2 separate regions of the Sus scrofa genome follow, and region 2 is linked to region 1. Evidence: chromatin contacts called from public promoter capture Hi-C data. All regions are on one chromosome and are shown on one strand. The core of a region is the stretch at or near the end of the contact, and the rest is flanking DNA. Distances in the headings are between cores, read along the strand shown.

Evidence for each region. Promoter capture Hi-C pulls out the DNA fragments that hold promoters and counts their contacts.
Region 2: a contact with region 1 is called in a promoter capture Hi-C map of fetal liver, with 3 times the contacts expected there. The contact joins the enhancer-like site here to the promoter of LOC102160111 in region 1. A contact is called at or near these places in 2 of 5 promoter capture datasets (fetal liver and liver), 16 of 47 Hi-C or Micro-C datasets (alveolar macrophages, blood, embryonic fibroblasts and 10 more) and 2 of 2 datasets of contacts at active chromatin or transcription factors (alveolar macrophages and skeletal muscle).

The regions. Positions count from the first base shown.
Region 1 is chr9:134,855,609-134,862,068 of Sscrofa11.1, reverse strand. LOC102160111 reads left to right here and starts at 2,652. Exons shown (of 4, transcript XM_013989671.2): 1 at 2,652-2,831; 2 at 3,576-3,684. The coding sequence starts at 2,667. LOC102160321 (a long non-coding RNA gene) reads right to left here and starts at 2,561. Exons shown (of 3, transcript XR_001304238.2): 1 at 2,100-2,561; 2 at 280-1,111.
Region 2 is chr9:135,090,708-135,096,951 of Sscrofa11.1, reverse strand. LOC110255546 (a long non-coding RNA gene) reads right to left here. Exons shown (of 3, transcript XR_002336089.1): 3 at 2,417-2,877. Among named protein-coding and RNA genes, the nearest start is that of CD46, 15 kb to the right of the region's middle. Within about 2 kb of position 2,456, at least 33 of the 83 cell types and tissues checked have an H3K27ac peak or open chromatin away from gene starts, as enhancers often do. A contact at or near this core is called in alveolar macrophages, fetal liver, liver and 5 more, where this site is marked.

The DNA.
Region 1 (6,460 bases), core at 1,403-3,902:
CACAGATAGCAGCCCGTGGTGCTGGCTTTCACCCCTTTGGAATGACGAAGGATGTGCGTATGTCCAGGGAGCCCCTACCACTCCTCCCCCAACCGCAGGCGCGCACTCCCCTCCCAACAGCTCCAGTCCAGTGGTCTTCTGTCTCCAGGGAACCCCCTTCTTTCCATTAAAGTGGAAAGAAGGGCAGGAATTTCCCCTTTGGCGGGGTATGAGTCTCCTACTGCTGCTGGGATAAATCACCTCAAATGGAGTGGCTTAAAAAGAACGCACGTGTCTTACCTTCCTGCTCCGAAGGCCGCAAGTCCACAGTTGGTCTCAGTGTGCTCAATTCAAGGTGTCGGCAAGACTGTGTTCCCCCTGGAGGCTCAAAGGAAGACTCTGTTTCCCGACTTTTTCTCCCTTTCCGAGGCCACCTGCATTCTGGGACCTGGGTCCCCTTCCTCCAATGTTCAAAGCCATCATTGTTCGGCTGGGTCTTTCTCCCACTGCATCCACTCCAGCCGCTGCTTCCATTGACACATGGACTCTGACGCGCCCACCTCCTACTGGTAAGGACCTTTCCGATTACACTGGGCCCACTGGACCATCCAGGATAATCTCTTTAAGATTCTTAACGTAATCACATCGGTAAAGTTTCTCTTCCAGGGACCTGAACCTCTCTGGGTAGGGGGCCCACCGGAAGGAAAAAATAAAAAACAACTAAGGCCTCAAACAACAACAAAATGTTTTGTGAAGGGAAAACAGAAAATGCCCTACTCTCTCTCTTCTTAAGAAGTCACTTAGCAACTTTCCCTCCAACTGTGACACAGGCTGAAAAGATAAACTCTTGGCTCCTCGGTGTATCCCCCGTTAAATGACAGATTCCTTCGCTCTAAGGGAAGACGAAGCAATGAAGAACAAGAAACGCGGATCCACGTGAAAGAGGAGGAGGAAGGCTTAGTAGGTTGGCAAGTTGTAATTCGGGCTTCACTGGGAATGGAGGCCACAGCCTTTGGAATTGTTCACGGCTCTTCAGCCGCTCTGCTCTGCAATCCTTTGGCGCCGTCGAGTTCTGAACATTCTTGAAGCATTAATGGAAACATTGGCTCCTTTTCTTTTTCACAAGAACTACCTGGAAAATAAAAAAAGAAAAGAAAAGGAAAATGGTGCTGCTTTGATTGAAGTGGCCACATGAAGCCCCTCGAAGCCCTCTGTCAAATCCTAGGCCCATAGTTTGAAATCTTCGTGAGGCCATTTCGCCGAGGGAAATGACAAGAATACCGTTAAGTTAGAAATTCCCACGCAGAGTGCAGTGACAGGGAAAACGCAGCGTTGGAAAATTACTCCCTTGGCTGCAGAAGCAAGGATCTAACAGTCTTCCAAGAACTGGCTCTCATTCTGACTTGGTTTCCCCACCTTTGCCATATAGCCTGGGTGCTTCCATGCCATAAATCTCACTTCAGTTACCAGAGGTAAAGGGCCAGTGGGCAACAGAGTGGGAAGTACCCAGGCCCAGAAACTGGGGGCCGAGATAGGCTGGCTCTGACCCATTCACTCATTCATCACCTGTCCACGGAATCCCCATGGTGAGCTCAGGGCTGGCCTAGAGGCTGGTGAGGCCTTTGGAAGTCTTCGGGGAGAAGGGGACGCTGGGATGGTTCTGCATGGGATTCTGCATGGGATTCCCAGAACGCCCTGTTGGAGAGCGCTCCCTGGGAGGGGCGCGGGGAAAGGCTGGAAAGCTTTCCAGAGGAAATGGTGTGTGAACTGAGGACTTGACAAGTCGCAGTGAGCCTGCTGCTGCTGCTGCCGCCGCGGCCGCAGAGGCAGGGGCTGCGGGAGGCTGGGCTCATGGCATTTAGCAAAGCCTAGAGATCAAGATGAGCCGGAGAAGAGGGTGGGGTGTGTGGAGCTAAGCAGGGGCAGACGATGCCTGCGGCCCTTGTAAGGAGCCCCGATTCTCCCAAGAGCTGGGGCGGAGGGTCCAAGTCGGGACTGGAGCGGTTGGATTTGCTCCTCGCCAGCAAACTCTGTGACCTTGGACCATGTACTTTTCCAGTTATCTCATCCGAGCCTGGCTGAGCTCTGAGGTCGTTTCCTGCTCTGACCGTGAAGCTTACAGTAAGAGCAGTCCGGTCCTCTGGTCCTGGGGCTCTTTGTAAACTGGTCGTTGCAGTGCCCCTTCCGCGCACCCGGGCCTCCAGGTCGGTGCGACTTCTGAACATAAGGCCTCAAGGCCACCCTGCTTGGCGAGGAGCCAGATAGATGGCCAAACAGTGGACCGGAGGAGGGGCTGCCGGGGCGGCCGGAAAGTGCGAGGCGGGCCGCTGAGGCCCGAAGAAATCGGCCCTGGGTTTAAGGCAGGGCGGCCGTCCGGCCTCCCAGCCGCCGGGGATTCTTCCCAAACTCGCGGCGCGACACCAGCTCCTGCCGCTTATCGCATCTCCAGGGTCTCGGAGCAAGACTGACCGGCCCGGAGGGCTGAAATCCGCCCACGGCTCCCTCCCAGGACCGAAGGACCTGCGCTCAGGACACGCGGCCCACAGGCACCCTGGCCATCCCGGCCGCCGGAAGCGCGAGGCGCGCGCCGGGTCGGGGGCAGCCGCTGCTCCGCGCAGGCGCGGGCGAGCCGGGCGCGGTGGCACGTTGTGCGGCCCGAGGCCTCCCTCTAGTGGAAGTTGGGCGCCATGGCAGGGCCTCGTCCATCCAGCCTGGGCCGCGCTGGCCGGAGCAGACCGCAAGCGGCCCGCTGGGAGCCCAGCCAAGAGCGGTGTTTTTCCAGGTCCGCGCAGGGCCACGGGAACCCGCGTGTTTGTTTGGTGGGAATGGATTCCTGGAAAACTAGACGGAAGGTACTCTGCAAACCGGCGTGGACCGTATTGTTTGGGAGTCAGCAGCCTGCAAAGGAAGGGTCAGGTGACAGCAGTGCTGGGAACCACCACCCCCTCCTCCCCTCCTCCTGGCCTTGAGGGCTCGCTGACCTTGAGTTAGGCGCTCCTGGCAAAACAGCGCTGCGGCTGCGGGCAGGAGGCGGCGGCGTAGGCGGTGGGGGTGTTGCAGTGTTTGGATCAAGACTTAGAATGAAGGAATTAAGAGCTACCCTGGCCAGCCTACAAATTCCACCTCCCGGGCCAGTAAACTGGGGGATACCCGCTACCCCTTTGCCAGCCCAACAAAGACATGGACTAGTAACAGTTCCAGAGAGGCGAGGTGGGGACCCACCCAGTCAGAACAATGTCTGAAGGGGGCCCAGCAGCGAAGGCTTAGCTGAGGAGGGTGAACGCCCCCAGGAGAAGGAGACTCCTGTGCCTTAGTCCACAGAGGGAGCCACACTGCATACACTTCTCTGCATACAGTTGCTCTCCTGGGCAGGCCCCGTCCTCCCCTAATTCCCGACTCTGAGTTGTTCAGAGTCTTCTGTGGCCCCACCCTCTGCTTGTCTGGAGCAGTCAGTTTGGGGTGGGTTTTCTCTCCTTGGAGATTTAAAGATGTATCCATCAAAGGCGACCCTGGCCTCTGCCCCTGTTCCGCTCCACCTGTATTTCTAGGGCTGCCTGCTGGCAAACGGCTTCTTTAGGGCTTCCCCTGTTTCTCAGGCTCTCCCAGCTGCTGGCTCCGCTCTGTTGATGGATACCATCCAGTGTCACCACAGGGGCTTCCAGTGCCTGGAATTTTGGTGGGAGGAGAGCAACTTCAGGAATGAAGGTATGGGGACACCCCTGGTGGCTCAGCAGGTTAAGGATCAGGCGTTTTCACTGCTGGGGCTGCTTGGCCTGGGAACTTCCACATATGGTGGGTGTGGCCAAAAAGGAAAAAACAAAGGGATGAAGGTACGAACTTAAGAAAGTTTTGCCCCTGTTGCCGAAGCCGTGCATTCCATCCGAGGGCATTTCTTTAGTCGCCGAACATTCGCCCCGGCCGTAGATAACGGTGTTGGACTATATCACCCCTTCATACCCACTTCTCCCAGGTCCTCCAAGCACCTGGTGATGGAGGTGCCCATGGAGATTTCCTGTGGAGGAAGATGCCAGGGGCAGAACAGGGGCCTGGAAGGCTCACAGGGTGACTCTGTATGGGGACACTGGTGATCTTCTTCAAGAAATGTCTAGACTGGGTGACCTCCCTGGAAATCTGGCCCAAAGCCCTCCAGACCCAGAGGGACAAATTGAGACCCAGAGAGGGGAAGGGACTGGCCCGTGTGACTCAGCAAGCTGGTGGCTGAGCTGCAGTGAAACCCCAGGGCTCGGGAGACCCAGTCCATTCATTTATTGCACACATTAGTTGAGGACCTACTATGTGCTGGGCACTGTGCTCGGTGTTGGGGATACAGCCTATGCCTGCATAGGTCTTACATTCTCTGGTGTGTGTGTGTGTGTGTGTGTGTGTGTGTGTGTGTGTGGACTGTGGGTAAACGAATTTATTCCCCCGTGCTGTATAGATAGGTAGAAGTGCCACGAGACTCTGTGCTGTTTCCCTTGTCTTTGAAGGAAATGGGCTTGAGGCTTGGGAGGAGACGCTCCGTCCCGCATTCCCTCGTTAAATACGTGCTAGTGACTGATGTCTGATTGCGTCCTGGCTGCTCTGGGGGACACGCACGCAAGAGCTTTTGCCTCCAAACCCTGCGCAGTCAGCTGGGCGGAGGAGACATGCCTCTTAGCCTCTTTGCAGTCACGTCTGTAATTTTTATGCCTATATTGTCTTCCTCTCCTACTCTCTTCCCAGAAGCAGGTTTATAGAAAACTCTGATTCGGAAGTGGTGCAAACCCCTCTCCCCAAAGGCATCTCAGACGCAGTCACTGTTACTGAGTTACTGATGGACATGAGCCAGTGGCCTTGGGGAGGCAGTGGGCAGGCCGGCCACAGTCTGTAATAAGGGAGAGACAGTGCAGCAGTGAATAATAGAACAAAAAACTGCCGGCGCCTGCAGGATCAAAGCGCGGGAGAAATAGTGTCTCTGGGTTAAGCAGATCAGCCGGAGGGGGCTGGGGCAGGCGGTGCACACCTTGGACTCCCTGGGAGGGAAGTCGGGGCTGCAGAGGAACCGTCAGCTGGAGAGGGGGTTTCTGTGCCTTCCGAGATGCTCTCCTGTGGCTCTCTTTCGTGCCTTCCCTGGATCGGGGACTCTTCCCTCTACCACCCCTTTCTTCTGTCCCACCCTCGAGAGTAACGAGATGGAGAGGGGGAGGCAGGAGAGCCTGGACGCTGAGCTTAGGCAAGGCCAAATTCCTTCCCAGCCCTCCGTCTTCCCTCCTGTCCAAGGAGGAGGTGGGAATCTGGTCTCGAACTTTCTGCCCACTTTCGTAAACTGTATGTCTCTGAAAAGAGGCGGTGAGAATCTGCTGCTTAGGCTGTCTGTCCAGTTGCTTTTAGACCAGGCGGGGCGATCGCCACAGCTGAACCTCCATTTCTTGGGGGGACAGAAGGAGGGCAGGCGGTGCTCTCCACCGCCTTACCCCGCCCCCTGTTCCCACTTGCTAATGGAGAAACTAGCAGCAGCCTTAGGGTAACTGGGGGTGGCGGTGGCAGTGGTGAATTATTATTGGTATTTTTATCTTAAAAAACTGAGATATCGGTGTTAATGTTTGCACCTTAAAATATATACGCAGTTCTAGAGTAGGAAGCCCTGATGGTGTGAGGTGGGCTGGGGATGGTTGCAGGTGTTTATCTCCGTCAAGAAGACCCCAGGGGCCCTCGGCGTTTGCTCTGAAAACCACGCCCCATCCGCTCCTTGTGAAAGTGTGTACAGGCGCCCACGGTCAGCCTGAGTCCTGGCCTTTTGTCTTTCTTCCTCCGTAAGTCGAGGGGGGCGGTCCGTGTACAGTTAGAGGAGGAAATAAGTCAGTCAGGAAATAACTCATTTTACTATTGGAAAGTCACCTAAAACCTTTTGTTTATGAGCACAGGGGCCTGTGGGGAGCGGGGGAGAAAACAAGCCCATTCGTAAAGACTGACGCTGCCGTGCTGGATTTAAACCCGAGACGGGACCATGGAACCCAATGCACAGGTCCACACGGCCGGGGCCTGGAGGTGTGAGCGCACATGCACCATGCCGGTGGGCCCTGCACAGACCTGCGTGATGACACACCCAGACACACGTGTGTACCGAACCTCCCCGCCAGATACACCCCGTCCAGGGTAGAGACCCGGCGTTCTGGGTTGACTGTGTCCCCTGGGACTTGCAAAGGTGACTTTTTTGCAGAGTCTTGCAGACAGGTTAAGATGAGGTCGGACTGGAGCAGAGTGGGCCCTGACCCAGTGTGACTGGTGTCCTGATATGAAGAGGAAGATTTAAACCCAGAGAGAAAGAGGGAGGAAGGCCGTGTCCTGATGGGGGCAGGGTTTGGAAGGAGGTTGCCACAAGCCAGGGAGCACCGGGGCCTCCAGATGCTGGAAGAAGGGAAGGATCCTGTCTTGGAGACTCGGGAGCATGGGTGGCCCCGCAGCACCTTGATTTTGGACTTCTGGCCTCCATACAGTGAGA
Region 2 (6,244 bases), core at 1,207-3,706, 240 kb before region 1:
ACAGATGTAGAGAACAGAATTGTGGTTGCCAAAGGCGAGGCGGGCAGCGAAGGATTGGGAGCTTGGGATTCGCAGATGCAAACTGTTGGATATAGAATATGGATAAACAAGGTCCTCCGAGAGCACAGGCAACTAGTCAGCATCTTGTAATAAACCGTCATGGAAAAAATTACAAAAAAGTGTACATATATCTATGGGTGTGCTTGTGTATATAAAATATACAAATGTGTACATTCGTATGTATATGTCTGCATACATATGTATAAATCACGCTGCTGTACAGCAGAAATTAACACAATATTGAAAATTAACTAAACCTGAATTTAACAAAAACCCCTGCAGGTTATATTTTCCATGCGCTCAACTACCTTGTTTGGCTGCCGGGTTCTCTGGTAAGAGTCTCCTTATTTTATGCACCACTGTATCCTCTTGGGTAATTCTAAAGCACAAAAAAAGGGTTAGGACACCCATATTCTCCTAGGAAATGTTCAAAATTGTAGTTGCCCCTTCTTGGAAGCCAAAGGAAAATAAAAGAAGGCATTAAAAAAAAAAAAAAAAAAAAAAAAAGACCAAAAGCCTAAAAACCAAACAAAAACAAAAACTGACATAAACAGATGAAGTCATTCTTATAAAGACACTTGACACACATTAAGGACAGAGACGTATTTACATTAAAATAAATATATATGACACTAAGAACACTTTTTTAAAAATGTTTTAAGGACTCGAGTTTTACAGAAGAAAAGATAAGCAGATCAGGGGGTTTTTCCAGAAGTGTCGATGAGACAGCTGGTATTCCAGTTTTGCTGTGAGGCCTCAGCCTCTGACCTCTACGTACATATACTATCTTAGAGGTCTGAGAGTGTCTTCCACTGGCACACATCTCCAGGCTGCCAGTGTGGAAGAACTGAGACTTTGGGAATTAAAAAATAATCATAAATCCTTTATAAACACCTTTTACTAAATAAACATTTTGCCTGGCAAGAGAATGTACACAGATTTTCTAACAGTTGATTTAATTATAGCAAAATCAGTGAGGTCAGAGTTAATGCGATCAATACGCTTGGGCAGCCAACTCTATACCCATGAGAAACGGTTTTTCACTTCAAATGAATGGTTTTCTAGAGCAAACCTTCTCAGCACATTCAGTCTCCTAAAGAAGCGTTACAGAAGCTCAGGTTTTGATACGTCAGAAAGGATGCCAATAAAAGCTTTTTAAAAAGCATAATATCACAGGAGTTTCTGTCATGGCTCAGTGGTTAAGGAATCTGCCTAGGAACCATGAGGCTGCGGGTTTGATCCCTGGCCTCGCTCAGTGGGTTAAGGATCCGGTGTCACTGTGAGCTGTGGTGTAGGTCACAGACGCGGCTTGGGTCCCGAGTTGCTGTGGCTTTGGCGTGGCTGGCAGCCGAAGCTCTGATTAGACCCCTAGCCTGGGAGTCTCCATATGCCGCAGGTGTGGCCCTAAAAAAGACAACAAATAAATAAATAAATAAAATAAAAAGCAGAATATCACAGAACTTCTTGCAAACAATCTAGTCAGGAACACATAAATAATTAGGAGATACTTAAAGTTAGGTTAAATCATTGTCTGTCCTCGCTGAGGTCCTCTGTAACCTGCTTGGTATGAAAATGCACTTTGCCCTTCTTGGTTACAAAGAGAAAATGCAAGTAGTCTGATGCTTTACTGTGTCAGAGGCTTTTCCCCTTAAAGTTCCTCATTTAGTAACACTATTATTTATGAGTTGATTTTTAAAAATGGTAGGCTTTAAAAAAACTGAGGCTGAATTAAAGTAGTTAGGACTTCTAATTTCCTATTTCTGAACCAGTCTGCAGTTAACAGGCTCTGGGACACCTGATCCTTCCCCCCTCGTAGACCCAATGCCCCTCCCCGCCCCCGACGACTTCATTCCCTGTCCCCGTGGACTATCCTGGGCTCATCAGCGGGACGGTCAAATTCCCAAGTCTAACTATTGATTTGTTTCACCCACATAGTTTAGGAGCACACGCTCATGAGTAATCCTCAAGCGTAATTAAGATTCGATAACCATTTCATAAAAAGTTATTTCTTCAGAAACGGTCATCTTGTCTAATCTAAGCAACCTCAGATCACATACCATTTCTTCATGCATCTCAGCCCTGAAAACCTGCCTGCTGTTTTCCTCCCTCCTCTCAAAGTGTCGTGTCCGTGGCAGGAGCATCCTCTCTCGGACAGAGGGCGGCCAGGGAAGTGGCCGTGGGAAAGGTCACGGTCCTACTCAATTTTCAAGGTCGAGAGGCGTTCCCGTGGTGGCTCAGCAGGTTAAGAGCTCAACTAGTACCCCTGAGGACTTGGGTGTGATGCCCGGCCTTGCTCAGTGGGTTGAGGATCCGGCACTGCCGTGAGCTGTGGTGTACGTTGCAGACACGGCTCAGATCTAGTGTTGCTGTGGCTGTGGTGTAGGCCGGCAGCGGCAGCGCTGACTCAAGATTTGACCCCTAGCCTGGGAACTTCCATAAGCTATGGGTGTGGCCCTAAAACGGAAAAAAACAAAAAATTCCAGGAAGCAAACCTCCCAAGTGAGTAAGCAACTCACGATGAAACCTATTATGTGTAATTTATGAACATTTTAAAACATTTTTAAAAGTTTGATTTTTAGCTTGAGTCACTTCTCGGGGGAACAAAATGCCATTTGTTTTCATGTTATAAATAATGCGTAACTAAAATTCAAGAGGGCAGTCCTGTGCTTAAAAAAGAATGCAGAAGTCCCTTCCCTTACAGGCAGCTGGGCTGATGCGTTCTTCAGTCACGTGTCCACGCTGGTGGGGCTGACAGCTAGGCATGCGCAGTTACGTTGGAAGGACTGATTATTCTTATCTGGAGTTCAAGGTTTCCTCCTAGGCGAAGAAGAAAATGCCATGTGATGGCACATTAGACACAGGCGTATCTGTAAGAGTGCAGAGGGCCTTAACCACCATCCAGCCAGTCAGAGCTGAGAAAGCATCCCAGATGGGTGCAGAGCGACAGGGCCTGCTCTGTGGGAGACACAGGATCGAGCCAGGCCTGGAAGGGCAAGGCTGACGTCCACCTCTGCTGCCAGAGACAATTCAGAAACCGAGGATGTTTCATTTCGTGGTAACTCCCTGAATTGGCGTTTAAGACACCTTTCATTTAGTAAATACTTACTAAGCTCCTCTCTGTGCCAGGGACAGTTTTTATGTGTCCATTTGGGAGCATGGGCAGAAATCCTTGCCCAGACAGTTTGCATTCTAGGGGAGGCAGAGACTATAAACACGATATTTATTTCATGACATTATCAGGGGATAAAGGTTATGAAAATACAGAGCTGAGTTAAGAGAGGTCAGGAATGCGGGTGTGGGAGACATGCAGTCATAGAACCCTCTGCGTTTCCTGCCCCTGCGCTGGGCGTTTCCACACTCATCAAGTCCTCGTGTCCTCCTGGTCTCCTCTACACGCCCCTCTACGCCCCTGCACAGAAAATGAGCTCCTTGTGAGCAGGGACCACAATTAACTTCACTTACTGCTGTCTGATCCACTTGTACAGTAGTCAAGATTAAGAATAAGAATAACGACGGCTAACATGCTTGTTTGCAAAATGCTTTACCATCGTCTCTGGTTCTCAAAACAACTTTGTGAGCGATGGAGGCTCAACAGTTTTGTTATCCCAAAGAAGTACAAAAGACTCCAAGGTGGTGCTGTGGCTCAGTGGGTTAAGGACCCAGTGTTGTCTCCACGAGTATGTGGGTTCAATCCCTGGCCTCACTCAGTGCTGCCGGGGCTGTGGTGTAGGCCTCAACTACAGCTCTAGTTCAACCCCTGGCCTTGGAACTTCATATGCTGCAGGTGAGGCAGTAAAAAAGAAAAAAGAAAAAAACAGGATTCCAAGGTACAGAGGAATTCAGTGACCAGCTCATTATTAAGACTTAGGCTATGCCTAGAAAACCCTAGGCATAGCAAAGACGCTACCAGAAAACTGTTAGAGCTCATCAATAAATTTGGCAAAGTCAAGGCATATGGAGGTTCCCAGGCTAGGAGACCAATCAGAGCTATAGCTGCCAGCCACAGCCATAGCCACAGTAATGCCAGATCCGAGCTGTGGATCTGGCATTGCAACCTACACCACAGCTCATGGCAACACCAGATCCTTAAACCACTGAGTGAGGCCGGGATCAAACTTGCATCCTCATGGATACTACTGAGCCACGCGCCATGACAGGAACTCTTTAAATCTTTACTGGTATCACGCATGGAGTTCAAAGCTGTGAAGGCCACTCTCTGCAAAGGCTCCCGGTGCTACCCTATGTTCACATCGACTGCCATGAACCACCTGCACTGCCATTCTTTGAACATACACTCACTAAGCTTGTGTCCTCTCACAGCCCATGTACCACTCATCATCCAAGATCCTTTCAGGCCATTACTCACCCAGCCACCTGGTCACTGCTCCCTGGAACTCACACCACATGGCTGCCCAGCCCTCCACGCTTCGTCATGCATGAATCTCAAGTTGTCCTTCCTCATCTGGTGAAAATCTTGCTTCTGACTCACAATCTCCTCTTTGTCTCAAGCGTTGCCCTTATCAAACTTCCTTGAGAGGATGAAGAGTAACTGGGTACTAGGGAGTTCCAGGAAGGGGTAGAGTGAGTGAATTCTCTGTGCTTCCGTCCTTAAATCCCTAATGCCAACCCAGACTTGAAATATAAAGGCACTGGTCTTGTTTGAGTCATCATTTCATTATGTAAAATGAAGTGCTTATTAAATGACCCAGAAAGAGGCAGGGAAACATACCAGGTAAGACCCTGGGCTTTGTAATCAGTAAGACTTGTGTTCACACTCATTTACTAGCTGTGAGACCCTCGCAAGAGCCTAATTTGTCCTAAACTTTCCTTTCCTTTCCTGTAAAATAGGGGAAATGATATTCTCTACCTCTCTTAACACAGTGCCGCACTTAGGATGAATGTTAGAAAAGTTAACTACTGTTATGGACACAGGATTATTACCGACATTTGTTTTGAAATGATTAAACACTTGTATTTACTGTCAATTCTCATATAGCTTCATGACAACTACTGCTGCTCTCCTAACTGTGGATATTAATTGTACAGGAAACAGAACTTACTTCTTCACTACCAGGGAAGAAGGAAGCCTTGTGTAAGACTGAAATGCAAAGTCACTCACAGTGTAAGGCCTTAATGTCACAACGTTGTGGTGAACAATATTCACCAATGAAAATTACTTTGGGGATAGTGAAATGTGCTATTTTAAGGCATGGACAATTGTCTAAGGGGGCACTTAAGAGTCTTTTGACACACTGTATAGTATGGTTTTATTATTATTTCCTAGGGAAAGTTTTTATTGAAGCCTTGAAAGTTGGCATTTGGTTACGTTCTTCCTATCAGATACCTTGCAAATAGTTCAGAAACTTGAGGCAAATTATTCTCTAAATCTCAAAATTAAAGCTACTAATTTCTTTCAAAAACTGAAACTTAGATAATGAGGTAGTTTTCCTATTTTTTCTCCATTGTCAATTAGCAATAATACAGGTGAAAAATCTAAGAGTGATTATCCACTTATATCCCTAAGAAAGCAATGGTGCTCATCCTTAAACTCTGCAAACAAATCAAGAAAATAGCAGGTACCTAATATATAAACAGAACACAAGTTTTTTTCAACAACTCGAATGTTGACAATGGAAAGAGGATTTGAATATGATATTGCATTAGCTGGATCACTGATACCAAAGAAGGTGGAAAGTACTTCAGCAGCTGGAAACAACTTTGTTGTTGTTGGGTTTTTTTTGTTTTTGTAGTTTTTTGGATTATTGTTGTTTCCGGTGATTTGGGGTGATGATTCGGATGCAGGCACTGTTTTGTCAAAGCATTCCTATAATTTTGTGCATTTATGCCATGAACCTGGAGAAGTAGTTCTTCTCTTATGGAACCCAAACACTTGTTAATTGGGTGTGTCTCCAAGTCCTCCAAATCCCTTAAATGTGTAGGATCTCTTGAGGACCCTGTGGAGGCGGTTTTTACCTCCTCCCCTCTCTGACTTCCCCTGCATCCTCTACCTCTCCTGACCGCCTATGACTGCTTTCTCCTTTCTGTCCTCCTCCACTTGGGATTATACCATATCTTATCCCTTAGTCTACCTACTCAAAGTAGCCTGACTATAAGCTATGTGTAATAAACATGTAGCTATTTGCTTAAGGTGTGGGGTGTAAATGGAAATTATGCCACAATCCAA